Regions from separate parts of the Mus musculus genome. Here regions 2 and 3 are each linked to region 1. Evidence: chromatin contacts called from public ChIA-PET and Hi-C data. All regions are on one chromosome and are shown on one strand. The core of a region is the stretch at or near the end of the contact, and the rest is flanking DNA. Distances in the headings are between cores, read along the strand shown. Region 1 has its middle 5.4 kb from the start of Gm30039. Region 2 holds the start of Agpat3 (1-acylglycerol-3-phosphate O-acyltransferase 3). Region 3 holds the start of Rrp1 (ribosomal RNA processing 1 homolog (S. cerevisiae)).

Region 1 (3,196 bases), core at 489-2,988:
AGCCATCTCTCCAGCCTGTTTTGTTGCTGTTGTTGTTGTTGTTGTTGTTGTTGTTGTTGTTGTTGTTGTTTTAACAGAACTGATAAAAAATTCTCTTTATCAAGTGAGCTTCAAAAGAACACAGGCATGCTGTTCAGGGCCAATGGGGCTTTTGGACTGGACCATTTTTTTAAAAGCTCATTCATGGACTTAACCTACAGCCCCAAGGACAGGGCTGTAACGTAAGAAGACTCCCTGGCCAGTTGGTCAGGGGATCTGACAGGTGAAGCTGTATGGTCAATGGGACATGCCAAGACCTAGATGCATAGTTGGGGAGGTTGCCTAGCCCTGATGGATGGCAGAGAGCAGAGAGCAGGGCGACCTGGGAAATCTGCTCTCCAAACCAAACTAAAGAGAACACAGCCAGGTTTACTGTGCCTGCCAACTGTTGCAGTAGAACTCAGCACACTCCTGGAGGCACCTGGGTGCTGCCAGTCAGGTTCTACCTCCTGTAGTCAGTATTGCCACAGTGTGCAGGGGAGGGGAGGGGCCGAGGAGTCAGGGCAGGCAGGTGAAGGACCATCCCGAACATCACATGATCTGGATGACTCTCCTCACTCCTCTAAGGGCCACTGTGCTGGGGAGCAGTGTGCAGTGCCTAGGTCCTTGGTAGTGTTTGCCAGTTGCATTGGATCAAAGTCAGGATTCTCCCAAAATCCAGCCCTGCTGACCTCTGCCTGGGCAACCGTTTGTGATTATGTGGTCAGAGCAACTCATGCCCCTCTCTGGAATATCAAGCTGGGAACCACTCATGAAAAGACAGCCTGTGCTGCCACACTGTCCTTAGGGTCCTGGAGAGCCCAGCAGAAGAGTGAGATCCTGGGAGGACACCTGGCCTGGCCTGCACTTACCTGCTAGGAACTTCATTTTAATGCCTGGTCCCTCCCAAGACCTCCTGTAACTGCCAGGGGATGGAGCGGCTATAATCTCCTAGCCTTCTAATGCTAGGCTACTGGTAAGCCCACTCATGCTGGCTCACCTAAGGCATGGCGTGTTCCCCAGTTCCAGAGCTGGATGCTCTTGGCAGGTGGTCTTTGGCCTCAAGCACCTGTGTTCTGCAAGGCTCTTCCTGAGAGTTTTTCCCTATGTCTCTCATTTTCAAGCCAAGCATCTTGTCATTTTTCTGTCACCTGAGGGGCTGAGTTCAGTGGATACAGGAATGGCAGATGCCAAGAACCAGTTCGCCCATCTCTGTGTGCCAAACGCTTTCAAGACGCATCTCAAGCCCTGTCGGATGGACTTGGTCCCAGCTGGCAATGGGTACCACTGTTCCCAGCACCCTCTGGGGGATTTCTACTCTGTAGATCTTCCCCAGAGCCCCAGAGCCCAAGGTAGGGGCAGTCTCATCCCAGCCCAGGTAAAAGAAGAGGACCGCTCAAGTCCCTCATCCAGAAGTAGTCCTGTGTCTCTAAACCTTTTCTCATGGCTTCCCCCAGAGAATGAACATTCAGGCCCAGCCAGGCCAGTGCTTTGACACATCTGATCATTACCTGATGGCCCTTACAGGGATTCCCCCAGCTAGGCAAATGGGTGCCACCCACCTGTTCACAAAGGGTCTGTCTTCTGGGATACCCAGCCCCTTGCTGTGTTCAGACCTCTTAAGACTTTTTCAGGAAATGAAACTCCCATGTTCCAGCAGCACCGGCAGGCTTTGAGACCTCAGCAGAAAGGTCTTGTCCTATACGGATCCTGGGTCTACAAAAGTGCCCACTTCCTCTTTCAGGCCAGAGAAGCAGACAGGAACTCAACATCTACTGCACTCACTCTTGAGTGACAGGCGCGCGCACACACACACACACACACACACACACACACACACACTCCATCCCCTCCCCCTCTCTCCACCTTAGTAAACCCCAGTGACGTCCTTAGTGAGGTGCCTCATGGATCCTAGTCCTGATCCCTTGTCCTGATTTTTTTTTTTTAAGAAGAAAACAATTCCAGCCATCTCCTTCCACAGCGCAAAGGGACTGACCTCTGACCTGTACCCAAGGCATCACCTAGACCATGTCCTGTACACAGCAGTTCCTCGGTGTGCCCTTGCTGTCTCATATTCCTCTTGTCTTTGCTAGAGACCCGGCTTACCCTATCCCAACAGATGCTACTTGGACCATTCATCCCAGCCTCCAGGAGTCCGGGCTGACTGCTTCCTCCTGGTCACTGGGGAACACTGATAAAAGTAGAGATTGTGACATAACCTTTTCCGGAACCGATCACAATGACTCAAAAGGAAGCTTGTTTTGGTTTTTCTTGTTTGGTTTTTTTCTCCCCAAATTAGTATATGAGTGGAGAAGCCAACCAGTTACTAAACAAAAGCTGAGCATCCAGAGCAGGACAGCCTCGCCCTCCCTCCCCCAGGTCTAAACGGACCCCCACCCCCACCCCGGAAGTATGAGGTGCTCAGCTTCTACAGCAGAACAGTGCCTCAGCCACTCAAGGGCTTGGAAAGTCCCTCCAGGTCTCTGATGCTGGTTTTCGGGCCACAGTTCAACAACAGTGTGACAATCATCTTTCAGAGTAGTGCAACTGACCTGGAGCTAGACCACCCACCAGGGGTCTAGCCTCATGATGGTGGCTACAGCTCCTGGTATGGAGTGAGGAGTTGGCTCACAGTTCACCAGTGCCAGTTTGACCCTAGAAGTTCATATCAGGGGCTGGAGAGGTGGCTCAGCGGAAGAACTGGCTATTCTTCCGAAGGTCCTGAGTTCAAATCCCAGCAACCACATGGTGGCTCACAACCACCCATAATAAGATCTGACACCCTCTTCTGAAGACAGCTACAGTGTACTTATTTATAATAACAAATAAATCTTTGAGCTGGATCGAGCAGGGACTGAGCGAGCTGGGTTGACCAGAATGAGCAGGGCTACTGGAGCAAGTGGGACCAATCAGAGCGAGCAGGGGTCCTAAAATTCAATTCCCAACAACCACATGAAGGCTCACAACCATCTGTACAACTACAGTGTACTCATATACATAAAATAAATAAATCTTTTTTTAAAAGACATTAAAAAAAAGAAGATGTTCGTATCAGGTGGTCCCCATGAAACTGCCACAGACGCCTCCCTCAACCCAGTTCCTCATATTGTATGAGGTGTCACAAAGATAGGGGTGCTCTTGTCCCTGGCTTCACTCATTGCCCTAAGAAAGCCTTAGC
Region 2 (3,278 bases), core at 613-3,112, 260 kb before region 1:
GAAGCTTTTACAGGTAGGCAGCTCGCCCTGTGGTATATGGCCTAAGTCGTTTTCAAGTGAACTTGGAAAATAGGGCTTGGATCCCAAGGCCTGAGCAGGCAAGAGGCCACACAGGTTTCAAGTGGTGTGCAGATGGCCTGGTCCTGATGCAGCATCTGAGCCTGCACAGTCCTTCTTGGCCTGTTTTAGGATCAGTCCCTTGCCTGGTGAGGGAAGGAGACTCAGGTGGCTGTTGGTCCTCAGATCCGATGACTCACTATGGACGGAACAGGCTTCTTAGAGAAGAGGGTCCTGACCTTCTTCTGACCCAAGGCTGACCCTAGGAAGACCCTGGACTAGGTTAATTGAGGTTTCCTCCTGGATTGGTTGTGGATACAATGTTGCTAGTCAGTTGCCAACTATAAATAAATCAAAGGGTACAGCACGTGGGAGTGAAAAGCGATCCTGGTGCCTTACCAGGCACTGGGGACAATCCTACAGGATTCCAGGATGGGATCCTTACTTGGGGGCAGGATGGGGTGTGTGTTGGGAGTGGGGTCCAGGAGGATAAGGGAAATGGGGTCTAATTAATTGGCGGGGAACCCCCAAATTTCCAGGCGTCCCCAGGAGGACTCAGAAGGAAGGGGAGTCTAACCTGAGCCATCAAAACATCCTGGGTCTCAAGGGGACCTCCGGGACTGGGAAGGGGTCTAGGCTGAGGCTCAGAATGATTTCAGGAGGCTGAACGGAGGCAAATCCAGGCTGGGCCTAGGAATATTCCAGTTCTTGGGGGAGGCAACCCAGGAGGACTCCAGGGAACCATCGGGGGTCCAAGTACGGCCCAGGAACACCCCGAAGAACTTCAGGGGGACAAGGGGATCCAGGCTGGGCCCAGGAACACCGCAGTACCCCAGAAGGACTTCAGTGGGCTAAAAGAGGGGATTCAAGCTGGGCCCAGGAACACCCCAGTGGGACTCCGGAGGACCGCAGGCAGCTGAAAGGGAGTCGGACTGGGTCTAGGAACATCCCGCTGGCCAGGGAGGGTGGAGGCTGCTCCCGCGGGGCGCGCCTCGCGTCCCCTCCCCCGCTTGCTGTCCGTTGGCCGAGGCGGTCGCCGCTGCGCCGCGGGCCGCGACTCCTCCCCCGCGCGTCGGTCCGCGCGTGTCCCCGCGTCCCCGCGCCTGGCGTCCCGCGCCGGCGGAACTGTGGGATCGCCGCGCACAGGAAGTGGCGGCGGCGCCGAGGCGGAGGGCGGCGATGGGGGCCCGGGGCGGCGGGCGCCGCACTCGCTGAGGCCCCGACGCAGGGCCGGGCCGGGCCCAGGCCGCGCGCGCCCGACGCGAGAACCGCGACCAGCAGGTGGAGTGCAGGTGAGCCGCGCCGAGCCCGGCCGAGCCGCCGGAGGTCGTCCCCCGCCCGCGGTCGCCGGGCCCCGCCGCAGTGGCCGGCTGCGCTCCGCGGGGCGCGCGGCCTGGAGAGCGCGGCGCCTGGAGGCTCCGGGTCCCGCCCGGCCCCTGTGCGGCCTGCCCGGCCCGCCGGTGCTGTGCGGGGTGCGCGGCGGCCTGGGGATGCGGGCGATCGGGTAGAGATGGGGATGCGGGGCCCGACGAGAGGGCCTGGGCGGCCTTGGGGCCCCTCTCCGGGGGGAACCTTGCTCGGCTCCCGGCTCCTCGCTCTGGGGGAGCCCCCCATGCCTGATTTCGGGGCCCTGTGGGCTAGTTTCACTTTTTTGCTTGCTCAACGCGGAGGGAGGGCTGCAGGTGGGACGCCCTGGAGGAAGGTGCGAGGGCTCGGTTGTTGTTGTTTTTTTTTTTTCTTGACTTTGGCGTTTGAGACCAAAGGCCGACTGTGAATTTCCACGTTTCACTCAGGCGCTGGGGTCATTCAGTAACCAGAGCCTCTGGAGGAAAACACCTGTCCACGGTGGGCCTGGAGCCCCGGAGCAGTTGACCCCAGGTACCTACGACAGGAGGATTGTGAACACTTAAGCTGGGTGGAAAATATATTCAGGTTTCCTTTTTAACTTCGAGAGAAGTTTAGGGGCACAGGGAAATGATTTTAGAAATGGCCTTTCAAACCTAACTTTTTAAAGCAGTGTGGAAAGTCTTCTCTAAGAGAATACTTAAGAGACTGGGTTCTTCTTCCTGGGAAACGAGAAGGCTACTTGGATTTGAGACAGATTGGAATGACTCGTCCAGAGCCAAGATCTTGGATTCTGGGATTGGACACAGGGTGCCGGTTGGGGGTGCTGGGTTGGTGGCTGTTGGAACTGAGTGGAAGCAGCTCTTTCTGCTTCGATGACATTGGGAAATGGACTGTGCCCCTTTCAAAGGGGTCTCTGTGCACTTTGATCACTCCCTTACTGTCCCTTCCCCTTATTAGGTAAGCAGGACTCCTTCCAACTTTAGGATTTAGCCTATAAGATTGATTCCTAGTATCACACTCTGTGCTTTGTAATTACGTTGTTTCCAAAGGCAGTTACATGCAATGGCTTTGCCAGCCTCTCTTTGGTCTTGGTGGCATGTGCTCCTCAGCATGGCTATGTTCAGCAGGTGGATGTCAGCTGGATGTCTGACCTAACTCAGTCTGGACCTACTGGAGGCCTTGTGTGTGGCCCCCACCTGCTCTTATCTGTACAGCAGCAGGGCAGAAGGTCTAGGTCTTAGAAGTTGCCTGTGGAATTGGTGGGAAGTGGGTTAAATACAGTGTCTCCTAGGGAAGGAAGATGGGAGGGATGCTGGAAATGAAGGGAGGTCTCTGTCTCACCCTAAGCTGCTCCCAGATAACAGGCCCAGCACCTGGGAAGGACAGTGCCTGTGTGTTCTAGGGGACTGGGGAAACTGAACAGAAAGTAACTGATCTACTTCAGAAGTTACAAAAGGAGCATCTACTGCAGTAGAGGAGTTGTTTACTTCTTTTCTGGGGCATATAGCTGCGACTCTGTGCTAACAGACTCTGAAACACACTGGGGTCTGAGGAGCAAGGCTAGCCACTTGTCCTGGATTATGTCACAAATCTCCACAGCCAGAATTTAAATGAAGAGCAAAGGGACTCTGATTTCCTCCAGCCCAGTCAGGGTAGTAAAAATCTGTATACATCTGTCTCTGGCCCACTTGGAGGCAGGTAGGGCATAGTAAGATCTTTGTATAGTATGGGATGAGCAAAGATGGAAGTTTATTGTTGTTTCAGGAGTTAGAATGGCATCGTTAATCCAAGCTCACTCCTAACAAGTTGGTGCTGGTTAACTGGTCCAGCCTCTCAGAGGATGGAGCTGGTACCAACTGTGTGTGTTCCCTTCT
Region 3 (2,986 bases), core at 344-2,843, 330 kb before region 1:
GAGACTTGTAGACTTAAAAAGCATCCATGACTGGATGTTTAGGACCAGATCCTCCTCCTCCTAGTTGGTACATAATAAACAACCTGAGGTTCCAAGTTGCAATGGTAGTGAGTGTCCCAATCAGAGTGCTCACACCTAAGCTGAGCCCACCTTTTCTGTCTGTGTGTCTGTCCTGTATTTCTTTACTTCTCCCAGTTGGGGTTTCAGTACTCAAGCCTAGCAGGACTTGGCATATACACATATGTATAGGTGGATATATTTACTGTGTGATGTGTAAGTAGAGTCTGACCATTAATATTAGTAGTTTAAGATAGCTTGCCTAGGGCTGGAGAGATGGCTCAGCGGTTAAGAGCACCGATTGGTCTTTCAGAGGTCCTGAGTTCAATTCCCAGCAACCACACAGTGGCTCACAACCATCTGTAATGGGATCTAATGCCCTCTTCTGGTGTGTCCGAAGACAGTAACTGCGTACTCATATAAATAAAACAACAGCAACAAGAGATAGCTTGCCTAAGTCAAAGAAACTGGGTTGACTTTAAAAAGCGTGGCCATAACATTGATGTAGTCTATCAAATTTTTTGTTATTCAGTAAATTCTGATGTTATAGAAAATACAGAATTGTCTATGTTCCTGTAATAGTGCTTAGACATGCCCTCTCCCACCCCAGTTGCTTATTCCTCTTCAGTCAGACTTTCAACAACCATCCCTCCCATTTTTTCCAGCATCTAGCTTTTCAAATACAGCCACCTTCCTTGCCTGACACTTTAATCCTGGGCTTAGCTGGCCTATGGTGTAGCAACGAACTGGCAATGTTATGGTACCACTAAGTCCAAACGTCCACTGGTCTTGGAAATTTCCCCCAGCAAGTCATCAGACTTCTGGTGGTCTTGGGCACACCAATGAAACCTGTAATTGTTTTGTATTCTAATTTGACATTTCAGCTCTTGGGCTATATGGAAAAATTTTCCCAATAGTGTCCCAAACGATTGTCACCACACATTTCATGAACCAGGGCACACTCAAGTTTTGCACACTCACTGTGCTTTCTATAGTGTATTTGCCTGCCTACCTTCATGATAGGTACCTGCACCCTGTCCCATAATCTGGATCCTGACAGCCTTCTTGCTTTTCTCTTTCCAGGAAAGTGGATGCTCTACAAGAGGCTTGGTGGGGTGGATTTCCCTGAGGACTAAGGTGTTAGGGATCAGGTAAAGTGTTTCGGGTAAAGCTCGTAGTTCTCGGCGTTGCAGGGTTCATGCACACACCCAACCTCCCCCCACCCACACCCCACACCCCAACATGGCTCAGGATGCTGAGCCAAGGGCAGCTCCACGCAGTCCTGCTAAGTGTTACAGTTGAGGACAAGCTGGGCCACATCACGATCTTCTTGTAATACAGCCACTCCTGCTGCAGTAAAGAGGAGGGCGAACCCAAGACAATGCTTTAACCTTTTCAAGAATCAGAGATGCCCTAGGCTTACACCAGACCATCCTCCTCCCTGCAGGGTGCAGTTGCGCCTCTCGGCCACTGAGAGGCGGTAGCGTACGCCAGCATCGTCCAGGACGTTTGACGTCTAGCTGGGTTGTGTCGCCTCAGTGTGACGTTCAGTGGTGACGAGCGCGTGTCGTCACTCGAGCGCCCCAGCGGAAGCGTCGAGTGCGTGGTCTCAGGGTTCTCCTCACCATGGTTCCCGGAGTGCCGCTCCCGCCGGAGATCCAGCTGGCGCAGCGCCTGGCGGGCAATGAACAGGTGACGCGGGACCGCGCGTTGCGGAAGCTGCGGAAGTACATCGAGGCCAGGTCGCAGCGGGCGACAGGTACGCGGGCGGGAGGGCAGGCGAGCTCCGCTGCGTGGGCCCCGCAGGATCCGGCCTTCGTCTGCTGTTCTACTGGCTTAGGCTGACCCGATCGGTCTGCCCGCTTTTCTTCCTTCTGTAGCTTGCTGGTGCTCTTCCGCCGGCCTTTACTGGTGTCCCGTGTTCTTAAAGGTGTGTTCTCGACACCCCGTTCCCAGGATGTCCTTTTGCAGAGCGGTTTCTGTGCTTCTGGTCCTCAGTGAGCGACCCCTTTCAGCAGCCTCCGCGTCTCTTGGATATCCCTCCGCAGATGCAAATTATAGATTCCCTGAGCAGTGGTTTGGCCGAGGTCACGGCTGTATGCTTTGGGAAGTGTCTCAAGGCAGTTTTCCACGCTCTAGTCAGAGAACCCCAGCTTGGGGAATGCGCTTCGCCAAATGGTGGCGATGTCCTTTGCTTTTGGATATCCCTCCGCGGATGCAAATTATAGATTCCCTGAGCGGTGGTTTGGCCGAGGTCATGGCTGTATGCTTTGGGAAGTGTCTCAGCGCAGTTTTTCACGCTCTAGTCAGAGCACCCCAACTTGGGGGATGCGCCTCGCTAAATGGTGGTGATGTCCTTTGCTAGCCGGAATGAATAACTTTCACCATTTAATCTCCGAAATGTCATAGTATAGCTACAGTTCCTTGGTCTGACACTGGCTTAATTAATCACTGCATTAACAATGGGCCATCTCCCGGTCCCGAAAGTGTTGGGTTTCTTTAACTCTATGGGACTGATACCTGCTTGCTGGTGCATGGAGTTACTGGAGGGTTGGGGGGAGGGGCTCCTCCAGGCACCGTTATGGCAGTTCTGTTGGAGAATGTTTTGAGGGCGGGGCTGGCTGCCCAATCATATTTTTTTAAGGTTTATTTATTTATTTAATGTATATGAGTACACTGTAGCTAGCTGTACAGATGGTTGTGAGCCTTCATGTGGTTGTTGGGAATTGAATTTAGGACCTCTGCTCGTTCCAGTTGGCCCCACTCACTGAGGTCAGCCCAGCTCGCTCAGTCCCTGTTCCGTCTGGCCCAAAGATTTATTTATTATTATAAATAAGTACACTGTAGCTGTTTTCAGACACCCTAGAAGAGGGCATCAGATCTCATTAGGATGGTTGTAACCTACCGTGTGGTTGCTGGGATTTGAACT

Evidence for each region. A called contact is a pair of places that touch in the nucleus more often than the background predicts. ChIA-PET counts read pairs in DNA pulled down with a chosen protein or histone mark.
Region 2: a Hi-C map of B cells shows a contact between it and region 1, with 6 read pairs. The contact joins the promoter of Agpat3 here to the enhancer-like site in region 1. A contact is called at or near these places in 1 of 39 promoter capture datasets (the C10 cell line), 1 of 484 Hi-C or Micro-C datasets (B cells), 1 of 115 datasets of contacts at active chromatin or transcription factors (memory CD8 T cells) and 1 of 9 other capture datasets (liver).
Region 3: an RNA polymerase II ChIA-PET map of memory CD8 T cells shows a contact between it and region 1, with 44 read pairs. The contact joins the promoter of Rrp1 here to the enhancer-like site in region 1. A contact is called at or near these places in 3 of 39 promoter capture datasets (the 3T3-L1 cell line, embryonic stem cells and pre-B cells), 3 of 115 datasets of contacts at active chromatin or transcription factors (memory CD8 T cells, microglia and thymic regulatory T cells) and 2 of 9 other capture datasets (adipose tissue and liver).

Annotation. Positions count from the first base shown.
Region 1 is chr10:78,085,838-78,089,033 of GRCm38.p6, reverse strand. No RefSeq gene overlaps it. Among named protein-coding and RNA genes, the nearest start is that of Gm30039, 5.4 kb to the left of the region's middle. Within about 2 kb of position 1,738, at least 125 of the 459 cell types and tissues checked have an H3K27ac peak or open chromatin away from gene starts, as enhancers often do. A contact at or near this core is called in B cells, adipose tissue, memory CD8 T cells and 2 more, where this site is marked.
Region 2 is chr10:78,350,284-78,353,561 of GRCm38.p6, reverse strand. It overlaps Agpat3 (1-acylglycerol-3-phosphate O-acyltransferase 3), which reads left to right and starts at 1,862. Exons shown (of 10, transcript NM_053014.3): 1 at 1,862-1,935. It overlaps Gm40709 (a long non-coding RNA gene), which reads right to left and starts at 1,079. Exons shown (of 3, transcript XR_871856.3): 1 at 635-1,079; 2 at 1-398.
Region 3 is chr10:78,411,650-78,414,635 of GRCm38.p6, reverse strand. Rrp1 (ribosomal RNA processing 1 homolog (S. cerevisiae)) reads left to right here and starts at 1,593. Exons shown (of 13, transcript NM_010925.2): 1 at 1,593-1,816. The coding sequence starts at 1,684.